Linked DNA regions of Mus musculus: region 1 is linked to region 2. The links are chromatin contacts, called in public HiChIP or PLAC-seq maps. All regions are on one chromosome and are shown on one strand. Each heading gives the region's core, a stretch centred on a gene start, on an enhancer-like site or on the middle of the called end of the contact. The rest is flanking DNA. Distances are from core to core; before and after follow the strand shown. Region 1 holds the start of Ninj2 (ninjurin 2). Region 2 holds the start of Erc1 (ELKS/RAB6-interacting/CAST family member 1).

What was found. HiChIP or PLAC-seq counts read pairs in DNA pulled down with a chosen protein or histone mark.
Region 1: a contact with region 2 is called in an H3K27ac HiChIP or PLAC-seq map of embryonic stem cells, with 5 read pairs. The contact joins the promoter of Ninj2 here to the promoter of Erc1 in region 2. A contact is called at or near these places in 2 of 39 promoter capture datasets (fetal liver and hematopoietic stem and progenitor cells) and 3 of 115 datasets of contacts at active chromatin or transcription factors (embryonic stem cells and memory CD8 T cells).

Annotation. Positions count from the first base shown.
Region 1 is chr6:120,089,709-120,095,622 of GRCm38.p6, reverse strand. Ninj2 (ninjurin 2) reads right to left here and starts at 2,243. Exons shown (of 4, transcript NM_016718.2): 1 at 2,165-2,243. The coding sequence starts at 2,197.
Region 2 is chr6:119,846,640-119,852,222 of GRCm38.p6, reverse strand. Erc1 (ELKS/RAB6-interacting/CAST family member 1) reads left to right here and starts at 4,073. Exons shown (of 21, transcript NM_053204.2): 1 at 4,073-4,346. It overlaps 3110021A11Rik (RIKEN cDNA 3110021A11 gene), which reads right to left and starts at 4,030. Exons shown (of 1, transcript NR_030776.1): 1 at 3,194-4,030.

The DNA of each region.
Region 1 (5,914 bases), core at 994-3,493, 250 kb before region 2:
CAATGGGGGTTAATATGATCAAAACCTATTGTATACATGTAGTAATCTCACAGTGAAACTCACTATTTTATACAATTAGTGTATGCTGATGAAAATATCTAAAGGTAAATGAACTGTTAGTTATGATGGCCCATGTCTGTCCTCCCAGAACGTAGGAAGCCTATGCAGAAGGACTGCCAACGTTTAAGGCCAGCCTAGGCGATGTAGAAAGGAAACGGCTGGGGTGGGGGTCAGTTGGGGAGGGGATGGGAAAGAATAGAATAAAGGACAAGGAAAGAAAAAGAAAGGAATAAACTAGCAAATCCAGGCACTGGACTGTTACCCAGTCCTGAAAAGAGCTATGCTAGAGCTTCAAGATGGCTCAGTGGGGAAAGTGCTTGCCTCTCATGCACAAAGACCCGAGTTCAATCCCCAGAACTCACTTGAACAATAACAAAACCTTATCATGGTGATGTGTGCTTAGAGTCCCAGCATTGAGGAGATGGAAAGAGGCATGTCCCAACTGGCTAGCCATTAAGAGACCCTGTTCCAAAGAAAAAGTGAGCAGCACCAGAGAAATGACATCACAGATTGTCCTCAGCCCTCAGTCCTCTCTGCGCACTCACATATGTGTGCACATGCAACCACATACATATATGAACTCCCCCAGATACATACACAAACAAATAAGCAGTCAAGACATGGCGAAATCTTAGGTTGCTAAGTGAGGGAAGCCAAACTGAAAAGTCTAATTTGTTTAATCTCAATGATATGATGGTACTAGAACAGGTAAACCTGGAAGAGACCTGATTGGTGATTGTCAGGGCCTGGGAAGGGTAAATGGGTTGGTGGGGGAAGTAACTGTGGTACTGTAGGGGTGGAAACGGGTGGATTTGTGCTGACTCACAGTGGACACTTTGATGGAGGGACGGTAGGTTCTAGTTGGGGAATGTACTTTGCATGTGTAAGGGCAGGGTTTTTTCGGGAGTTCCCTGTTCCTTTAAGTGTACTATGAACCTAAACCTGCTCTAAATGCATTCCAAAAGTAGAGAGGATGCAGCAGAGAGACAGAGTGTGTGCTGAGCCTGTGGGAGGCCCTGAGTGTCCAAAATGGCAAACTCACACATCTTCCACAAGAGCAGGAAGCCGACCAATCTCTCCAGCTCAGGTCAAGCATATACTAGTTTGGGAGCTTGTGTTTAGTCTAAAGATCATGTTTTGGTATCAAACATTCTTGATCTTAAAAGTCCTTTCCTGGGGGCTAGAAAGATGGCTCAGTGGTTCAGGGCACTTGTTGCTCTTGCAGAGAGGGTCTGGGTTCAATTTCCATCAGTTCGCAGCAACCACGTGGTGGTTCATGACCATAAGTAATTCCAGTTCCTAAAAACCCAGCACTGTCCTCCGATCTCCACAGGTACCAGGCATGCATGTGGCGTAGATACAGATACAGGCAAAATACTCATAAACACAAAAATAAATCTAAAAAGGATTTTTTAGAAAGTCCTTTTCTGCCGTTTAATTGTCTGACTCTTGGAAAAGTTAACATGCAATTTACAGCTGATGCTACTCTGTCTGATTGGCTCTCTGCCCTTGCTAGAACCTTCCATTTTTTCTAGTGCCTTCCAGGCCTGTAACACCAAGGGCAGGACACCTGACTATCTTCCTAGTACGTGGTTGCCTACTTCATGCTGCTGTTGCCTGAATGAGACACTGTCTGTCCCACACAAGAGAGCCTTATAGACTCAGGTCTCAGAAAAGTTTAGGTTTTTCCAACCTATAAAAATATAGAGTTGGCCACTTGCCTCTCTTACTCTCTCTAAAACCCCAGCTTTGTATTTTCTTGTCTCTAAGAGGACAGCCAGCCGGGCAGCTCTCATGTAGCAGTCACTGTGCCAGGGCTTGGAGGAAAGCACTGCACAGAATATGAAATCATTTTCTGATAACACAGATCTTATTAGCTCTTTGACTAGAGGAAGCAGAGGCTGAGAGGAATTGAAATTTCACGTCTAACAACATGTGAGGAACCAGCCAGGGGTATCAAAATGGGACTAAAGAGCAAAGGCCAGTGTGTTCAGAGAAGGGGGTGAGGAAGAGAGAGAGAGTAGAGGTTGGGATGGCTATCAATGCCACCTTCACAACCGCTCCCAGGATCCCCCCACCCCTCTTGGCTTCCCACAGAACTTACTTGAAGGTGGATGGTTTCTCGGTCTGACTCCATCTTGCTGCCCTGGGGCCACTCGCCACCCTCCGAGTGTCTGCAGTTTGCGTGGATTTTTCAGCTGGGCAGTCTGGGCTTATGGCTCTTCTGAGGTGGGAGAAAGCGCTGCTGCAAGACAGACCAGCTATTCATCCGTGGATGTGGGATGCTTGGCTTGGCCTCAACCCCTGGGGGGAGGTGCACACGTGTGCGAGTGTCTGCCCCGCATGTGGCATATTGAGAGGTGGCCTTTTGAGTTGTCCCTCGAATCCCAGCCAGGCCATCTGAGGTGACTGGCGCCTGCCTGCTTTGAGGCAGTTAGGTTTGCTACTGAAAACATAATTCTGCATGTTTACCAAGGAAATCGGAGGACAGCTCTAACGGGGTTTTCACACAGCACACTAGTTGCTCAGAGTAGGGTGTCAGGTCACCAATCGTGGGATGGCTTCAGCCCAATCCCAAGACATGAGGTTCAGAGGTTTCTCCCTTCCTCTCCCTCGTTCTGTTTGTACCCTCCGTTCCTAAGAGAGGGAGAGAGGAGGGAGTAGCTTACCAGGTAGGATGCAAAGCTACAAGGTCAGTAATACAAATTGGTACCTTCGTCTTCTCTGAGCAGGACAGAGCTTTGAGAGCACAGGGGACGCTGCACCTTCAAATCCTCTTGACCAGGCCAGCAGCATTCCCCTCACTTATAAAAGAGAGCTAGGACAGTCAGACTTTTTTTTTTTTTTTGGAAACTGATTATTTCTTCTGTTTACCTTAGAACCTAAAACACTTCTGTCTTGTTCCTAGACCTGTTTTAGATCCAAACTGCTGTGGTGGGAGTCTGTGAGTGTGGTAGACGATGGCTGCCAGGGAGAATTTCCATTCAGGGTAATGGGAGGTGGGAATGGGGCAGGGCAGAGCTGGGCATTTATTCTTACCAGTCTCACATGGGAAAAGGAGAGGGGGTGGGGTTAGATGATGCCTGAGAATTATGTCAAGTGAACAAGATTACCCATCATGCCCTACCTCCCACAGCTATATATGTGTCAGTCAGCTTTCTGTCACCGTGACAACATCCTTAGGACAATCAATCCACCTTTGGTTCATGGGTACAGAGATTTCAGTTCTTGGTTGGCAGGCCCTGCTCTTTGGAGTGGGTAGCAGCAGGCCTAAATCATGTAAGAATGTGTTACAGAGGAAGTCTGTTCACCTCCTGGCAGCAGGGAGTAAATGGAAAAAGGGAGAGGGAAGGAAGGGTTCTAATACCCCTTCAAGAGCCGGCCCTCCAATAACCTAGCTTCCTCCCGCTGGCTCCCACCCACCCCCACTGCTTCCCATTAGCATGGTGATGACCAAATCTTCAACATAAGGGCTGTGGGAGAGGTTCACTATTCTGTCTGATAGGCGCTATCCTCAGTGCTTAGCATACACTGCTCTTCGTAATCATTCTGGAAGTTCCTTTCCATTCTTACCACTGTTTTATAGCAGAAGAAACTGAAGCCCAGGAGGCAAAGCAGGAGCTCAGGGTTGACCCAAGATTCGAACCCCAGAAATCTGGATCTCCATAAAGCACACATTTAGTTTAAAGAGGAGACACTTCCACACTCCCGAGGCCTGCTCTCCCTTCCTCTGCCTTCTTTCCCTCATAATTGAGGATGACAAAGGGAAGCCCAGCTCTTTTGTCTTTGTCTCATCATCTTCTGTGGAATTCTAGGATAATAACTCAAAGGGAGAGATAGAGAAACTTGAAAATCCTCTTTAGCGATAAAACCCATCAAAAATATTGTCTTGGAACAGTGAAGTGGATGGGTCAGAGGATCCAATCAAGCATGACAATGCACGTTAGGCCCTTGATAGACAGCCAAAGCAGTTCCTCCAAGCTGTGGCAAGCGGGTGGGGGTGGGGGGCTGGGAGTAGTAAGAAAAATAAAAGTTTTAATTATAGAATAAATAATATTTAAGAAACTAGTCTTACTAGAACTTCTCTTTTTAATTCAGCAGATGGCTATTCTTGTTTATTATAGAATTTTAAAAGCTAGAACTTTTTATTTGGGGAATCAGAAACAAAATATTAACCATTTCCTCCCCCCTTGCCTTCCTGTTTTGGCAATTTCCATTATCTTTTAACTTCATAAATGCATCTGGCTGGGGAGAGGGGAAACCAGAAGAAAATACAAAAGAGAAAAGCACCTGAATAAATTTCCAAAGAAATTTCCTTTGTAACGAGCTCATTGGCTGTAAGAGGAAACAGCTGTGATTGGTTAGGAACCTGCTCGGGTCGCCAGGTTTGCCCTGGATCTGAACCTTACCGGAGCACATAGGCATCACGTGGAAGGAAACAAGAAGCAGGATTTGGAAAGTGTTTTATCTCTCGGTCACATGGTGACCCTGCGCCAGGGGTCATCGTACTTCTTCTGTAGGAGGAAAAAGCAGCCTTACACTGTGAGTGAGTGAATGACGGTGGTAGCATTCCAATAAAACTTTATTAACAAAAACAGGCGCTCAGAGATTCTAAAACCAAGACCAGGTGTGGCCCGACAAATTGTATTCTGCCGAACCCTGTACACTTAAGTAGAAACATCTTTCAAGTCTAATTTTTATGGGTGTGACTACTGCTGATCTCTCATGAGCTGACACTGTGTTAAACTCTCTGGGGACATTCACGTTGTAAAGGACGGTCCTGAGACTTGTGAATGGCACTTCTGACATTTGGCTGTAGGGACATTTGCCCCACGTGGGAAAAGTTTCATCTTTTTTTTACTGTTAGGGTGATTTTTGTAGGGTGAAGTTCAAGAAAGATTTTTAGGGAAACTCTCTTGGGGAAGGTTTTTGTTTGAACACACTTGAATTTACCCTCATACCAACTTTAAGCAATCATGGGGGTGGGAGTATTAAATATGGTTGTAAAGAGGCAGAATTACAGAAGACAATAAGAATATCCCTTTGCATGGCATGCTAGTACACACCGATAGTCCCAGCCAGACTGAGGCTGAGGTAGGAAGGTAACTTTTTTTTTTTTTTTTTTTTTTGGTTTTTAGAGACAGGGTTTCTCTGTATAGCCCTGGCTGTCCTGGAACTCACTTTGTAGACCAGGCTGGCCTCGAACTCAGAAATCCACCTGCCTCTGCCTCCCGAGTACTGGGATTAAAGGCGTGCGCCACCAAGCCTGGCAGGAAGGTAACTTTTGAACTCAGGATATTTTAATCTTAAAAAATGTAAAAAAAACAAACCCCAACGTTCTGCAAGTCATGGTGGTGCACGCCTCCACGCTCTCAGTGCCCCCACGCTCTCGGCGCCCCCACGCTCTCGGCCCTCCGGAAGGCAGAGGCAGGTGGCTGGCTGCGAGTTTGAGATCAGCTTGGTCTACAGAGTGAGTTCCAGGACACAGTGCTACACAGAGAAGCCCTGTATCCAAAAAACAAAACAAAACAAAACCCAAAAACAAAATCAGTGTCTTTAAAAATTATTTTTTAAATGTGACATGTAAGAATTCTAAGGCAGGCTGGGCATGGAGGCTCCAGCTTGTAGATAGTAGCTTAAGAGAGTGAAGCAAGAGGAACACGCTCAAGTCCAGCCTGTTATAAAAGGAGACCCTCTTTCAACAAAATATAAAAAATATTCTTAAATTACTGTGGACTGGGGATGTAGTTCAATAGTAGAACGCTTGCCTAGTAGGTGAGAGACTCCAGTTCCTAGGACCACAAAAAGAAAAATGATAAATATTTATAATATTTATAATTATAACATGTGCTGC
Region 2 (5,583 bases), core at 2,824-5,323:
TGGTTCAGTGGGTAAGAGCACCCGACTGCTCTTCCGAAGGTTCGAAGTTCAAATCCCAGCAACCACATGGTGGCTCACAACCACCCGTAACGATATCTGACTCCCTCTTCTGAAGTGTCTGAAGACAGCTACAGTGTACTTACATGTAATAAACAAACAAACAAACAAATAAATAAATGTTAAAAAAAAACCCTTTAAAAAAAAAAAAAAGACTAACTTGTTATGATGCTCTGCTCCTGTAGCCCTGTCTACTTTGGAAACCTCTTCCTCCTAAGCTATAAAAAGCCTTGTTTCTTCACATCCAATGCTGACCTCTTAAACCGTGCCTGGGCATCCCCTGTACACAAATAAAAAAGCTTCCTTTAATTAATTTGGCCATGGTGATTTGGGTCAGTGGCCTTTCTCCTCTCATTTTTGGGATTAACACTGCCACTGAGCTACATTCTCTTTTGTTTTGGAAACTGAGTCTCACTCTGTACCCTGAGCTGGCTTCAAACTCATGGTAATCTTGCCACATCAGCCTCCTAAGTGCCGAGACAGTGTTTTTCTCTATAGCTCTGGCTGGCCTATAATTAATTCTGACTAATGTAATGAGCAACTTCTCAAGTTCTTTTGGCTATCTGGATATCTTTGAAGAAATAGTGATTCATATTCTTTTCTCATTTTACAATGTGGATTGTCTTTGTACTATTGAGTTCTAGATATGGAAGAGATCTGACTTACAGATTGTTTTCTCAAGTCCATGCTCCCCTTTCACACGTCTTTAGGTACTTCTCAGCCTCTTTTTATTTTATTTGCAGACTACATAGTGCAGGGTGATTTCATGCTCACATTTTGGCCATCAGAGTGCTGGAGCTATAAATATGAGCCATTATATTCAGGCTTTTCAACTTCTTTGTTAGGGTCTCTATTAGTTGGTTAGTGCTGCCATACCACAGACTGAAGATGGCATCTTTGAGGATTACAATTTCAAAAACTTAATTCAATCCATATAACTCTGTTCTCCAGGCCATCGGATTTATGTCCGCCTCAACTTAAAAATGCATTCTATTTATTCCAAGAGACCATTTACATCCACATGAACTCTAAATTCAAAATCTTATCTAACTAAATACAGGTTAAATGGGGTGTGGTGTCACAAGTCTGTAGTGCCAGCATGTAGGAGGTTGAGGGTTTATAGGGTATCATTTGAGCCTGGTTCAAGACCAGTCTAGGTAATACAGTGAGGTTCCCATGGGGGGCACCTAATAAACATTTCCCCAAATTAAAAACAAACAAAACAAAGCGAGGTTAAATTTATTTATTTATTTATTTGAGGGGGGGGTAGGTTCAAGACAGGGTTTCTCTGTATAGCCCTGGCTGTCCTGGAACTCACTTTGTAGACCAGGCTGGCCTCGAACTCAGAAATCTCCCTGTCTCTGCCTCCCAAGTGCTGGGATTAAAGGTGTGTGCCACCACCACCCGGCTGAGGTTAAATATTCTTAATAAAAAATGTGGAATGTTTCAAAAGCTGAAAAATCCTGACCACCAGTATGGTACACCAGTGGAAATTTTCACATTATAAACTCCTGCTTTATGAACAAACTAAAACTACTGCATGAGCCAGGTGGTAGCAGTGCATGCCTTTAATCCTAGCACTTGGGAGGCAGAGTCAGACTGATCTCTGGGTTCAGGGCTAGCCCAGTCTACAACAGTGAGTTCCAGGATAGCCAGGTCTACACAGAGAAACCCTGTCTTGAAAAACCAAATCCAAATCAAACCAACAACCAAAAAAACTTGCATTAAGTGCCTTTCAGGATATATTTGCTGATAAAGATATACATGAAATAAATTAACTTTGTGTTTTGAATTGGGTTCTGTCCTCGATACCTCCTTAAGTGTATCCTTTTATCTTCTCCCACCCCCAAATTGAAAAACAGAATGGTCCCAGCATTTCAGATAAAAGACATTCTGTCTTTATATTATCTAAACTATATATGAGTGATACTGGAGATGGGTCATCCTGAGGCAAAATCCTCTCTAGCTAAGAAGCAGACCAGTTACACACTTCCAGGATACAAAGCTGGGACATACACAGGACAGATATTTTCATCCCAAAAGAGAGAAACTGGAGAAGAGGAAGGGGACCAGGTGCCAAGCACATACAAATCCCCCGGGGAGTGCCAGGTGTAGTGTCACTTGCTTGCAATCTCATCATTAGGGAGACTGGACCAGCTACTGTTGTGAATTCCAGGACATCCTGGACCATGCATCGAACAGATAAACAAAACCCCCAACAGAGACACATACACCTATAGCAAGGCAAGCGCCTCTTTACTTATTATACAGAGAAGTATCTGGAAAAACAGCCCATAAAGAATGGCTTGAATGGGTGAGTACCTAGATATCTAAGAAATGAAATCTCAATTTCTCAATTTCTCTCTCTCTCTCTCTCTCTCTCTCTCTCTCTCTCTCTCTCTCTCTCTCTCTCTGTGTGTGTGTGTAAGGAACCAGAGTATGACATCAGGTGTCTTCCTCTATTGCCCTCTGCCTTGTTGCCTTGAGACAGGGTCTTTCACTGCATCAGAAGCTCATCTTTTGGGATCAATCTGTCCTCCTTCTGCAGTGCTGGTGTTACAGATACTTGAAGCCATGCCTGGGTTTTATGTGGGTGCTGGGGATTCAAACTTAGGTTCTCCTGCTTGTAGAGCAAATGCTCGTATCCACTAAGTCATCTTCCCAGCCCCAGAAACGAAATCTTTGAAGATTCTTTTCTGGCTGCTGAATAGTCCCGTTTAGCTGCACACTCTCTAACAATTGGCTGTCATATGTTAGATGTACTGAAGGGGAATCAGTTTAGTGTGCCCAAGGAGCTGTAATGACCCAAGTGCATTTTGGAAGGGAACAATTAGAGAATCTGGAAAGGACAAAATATAGTTTGGTGGATGAACGTGAATACTACAGGATGGGGGAAGATGTTAATGGGATTAGGAAGAGTGTAAGCCGGTTAATTATGATGGTGGGAGGTTAGGGATGAGTAAACCGGTGAGTCTTAGCTCCTCTCATCTCAAAGGCATTTCAAATTAGCTTAATAAGCGCTGTGAGTATGGGGATGAGTGTAATTCACACCACCCTTGGATTTTCGGCTTAGAGATAGCTTATCTACATTTTTAAGATTAGTAACTATGTGTTGCCCCCACCTCCGTATTTTTTTTTTTTTTTTTTTTTTGGCTTGCTCTTGACAAAAGGCAAAGGTTGAAATTCAGCAGCAGAAAACTGGGCTGTCTAAAATAAGGTAGCAGCTGCTTTGTAGTTCGCCTTGCTTGGTGTGAGGGCTAAATAAAAAAGGTAACGCGGTGAAGCATTTGGCACAGTACACTGCATGTGGACATCAGGTTCCGCCCACACTCTTCCTCCCTGGAATGATCCTTGCAAAAAAAGCCACCTACTGAGGCGAGGGTCTTTTGCCATGACCGCTTGGACAGCCCAGATGACTCAAGAGTATTATTGCCTTCCACAGCCTCACAGCGCAAAAGCCAAGGGTGAGAGAAGCTAACTTCTCTTGGACAAAGGGTGTCCAGGCAGCCGTGGCTCTAATGACAAGCCCTGAGCTATTTATTTCCTAAGGTGGCGGCCGTCCCAGGGTTCGGGTAACGGGCTTGCCAAGGAAGGGGCGGGGCGACTCCAGGTTTGGGAAAGGCCACTCCACTCCTGGGGCTTCCAGCAGTCCACGTCCTACGGCAAGCAGGAGGAGACAAACGCCGCCCCTCCTCGTCCGCACCTTCCTCGCTCAATATCGCGGCCCGGGCTCCCGGTGGACGCTCGGCCGTGGGTGTGGGTGTGGGTGTGTGTGTGAGGGGCGGCGCTACGTGTGGCGCAACCCTGCCTCGGCACCCAGTTACCTTCGCGGCCTCGGAGCGCCGCACTTGTCGATCCTGGCGCGCGGTCCCGTGGAGCGGCGTAGCGGGGCGCTTCCCAGTGGGACGAGGGAAAGCCCAGCGGCCCGGGAGAGCGGGAGGCGGGGCGAGGGCGCCGCGCGGGCGACAGGGGGTGGGGCTAGGTGTGCGCGGGGGGCGGGGCGTGGTGACGTCGCGGGCGCCGGTCGTGCTGTGGCGGTGGCGGCGGCGGCGGCGGCTGTGGTAGTGTCGGCGGCAGGCTGTCCGGGAAGCAGTAGCAGCAACCGCAGCAGCAGCGGCGGCCCTGAGGAGAGTAAGGCGGCCGCGTCGGCAGCGGCTCGCTCGTCAGGCGGAACCTCGATCTGCCCAGAGGTCGCAGGCGCCGAGGCATTTGTCGTTTCCTACCCGGCTCGGCGCTCCCGGCCCTGGCTGGGCAGGGCAGAGCGCCCCTGGGGAGGGGCGGAGCTGTAGGTGAGGCTTGGGGACCCCTCCCCCTCCTTTTTGGGCCGGGGGTGGGGAGGAGGATGGGGAGGTCGGGAGGGCGGACCCCGCCCCAGCGCACCCGAGCCCACCGGCGGCCGCGCCCTGCGGAGCTCCCGGATTGGGCGGGAGCGAAGGCGCTGGCGGTAAGGATCGCTGCTGGAGGTGGGAGGTGGGGGGCTTCTGGCCCACCGAGAGCCGAGGGTGGGAGGCATGATGTGGGGCTATTGGGGAGCCCTGGAGTTGGGGTGCGGCCAAGGTGGATCGGATGTAAAATGTTTAAGATGATCTTATTATTTTGAACCTGGTTAGATAGAAGAGGAAAGGTTGTATTTCAGATGGAAAATGAGGCATGGATGTCGCCTTGGAGGTAGCTGGAGGGGCTACTGCAGCAGATCTCACATTGCCACTCTAGGGTTTTGGTTCTTTTCTTGGTCAGATGAGTAGAATTCGCTGAGGGAAGAGAATCCCTTTGCGTTGACTTGGGGTTGGTAAATTGGGAGCGCGAGTGAGTGAGGTTTTTACACACAAGAAGGAAGATGTTGGTGTTTAGACAACTTCATTCTATAGCAACCAACCATGAAGGAGTGAGTCTCATTACTCTTAGCCCCTCAAAAGTGCTATCAGCCTTTTCTTTTCCTTGCCCCCCTCAACCCCCTCTCCTGTGCTTGATCTCTTTGTACCATTTTTCATTTTTGAGTTGACCCGTTAAGAAAAGGCCCTGGACTCAGAGTAATAGTTGCAGGTGGTTGTGGCTGATTGCTTTGAGCGAACTGTGAACAGTTCTGTTGGAGATGACTGTATGAAATTGCTTAAGCGTTTAAAGTGCAACTGTCTCTTACATCTTGTTTTTCAATAGACCTTGATACATTTTGCGTTTATTTAATCATTATGTGTGTGTGCCTGGCATACACACGATAGATTACTCCCTCCCTCTTTGAGGTCAAAGGTCAAAGCTTTTGGGACTTGGTTCTCCCACTGTGGATGGCTGGGATCAAACTTTGGTTATTAGACTTGTGACATAAGCACTTTTTTCTGTTGAGTTATCTGGATGTCCCTATTTTTCCGATTCTTCTTCTGTCTCAGCCTTCCAAGTGTGAGATTAGACATGATCTGGCTTTCTTGAAGATCGATTTTATTTTTTTATTTTCAGGTGTACTTACTGTTGTCTCCCCCCCCCCCCCTTTTTCTTTGGTTTTGTTGTTTTCCGAGACCTGATTTCTCAGTG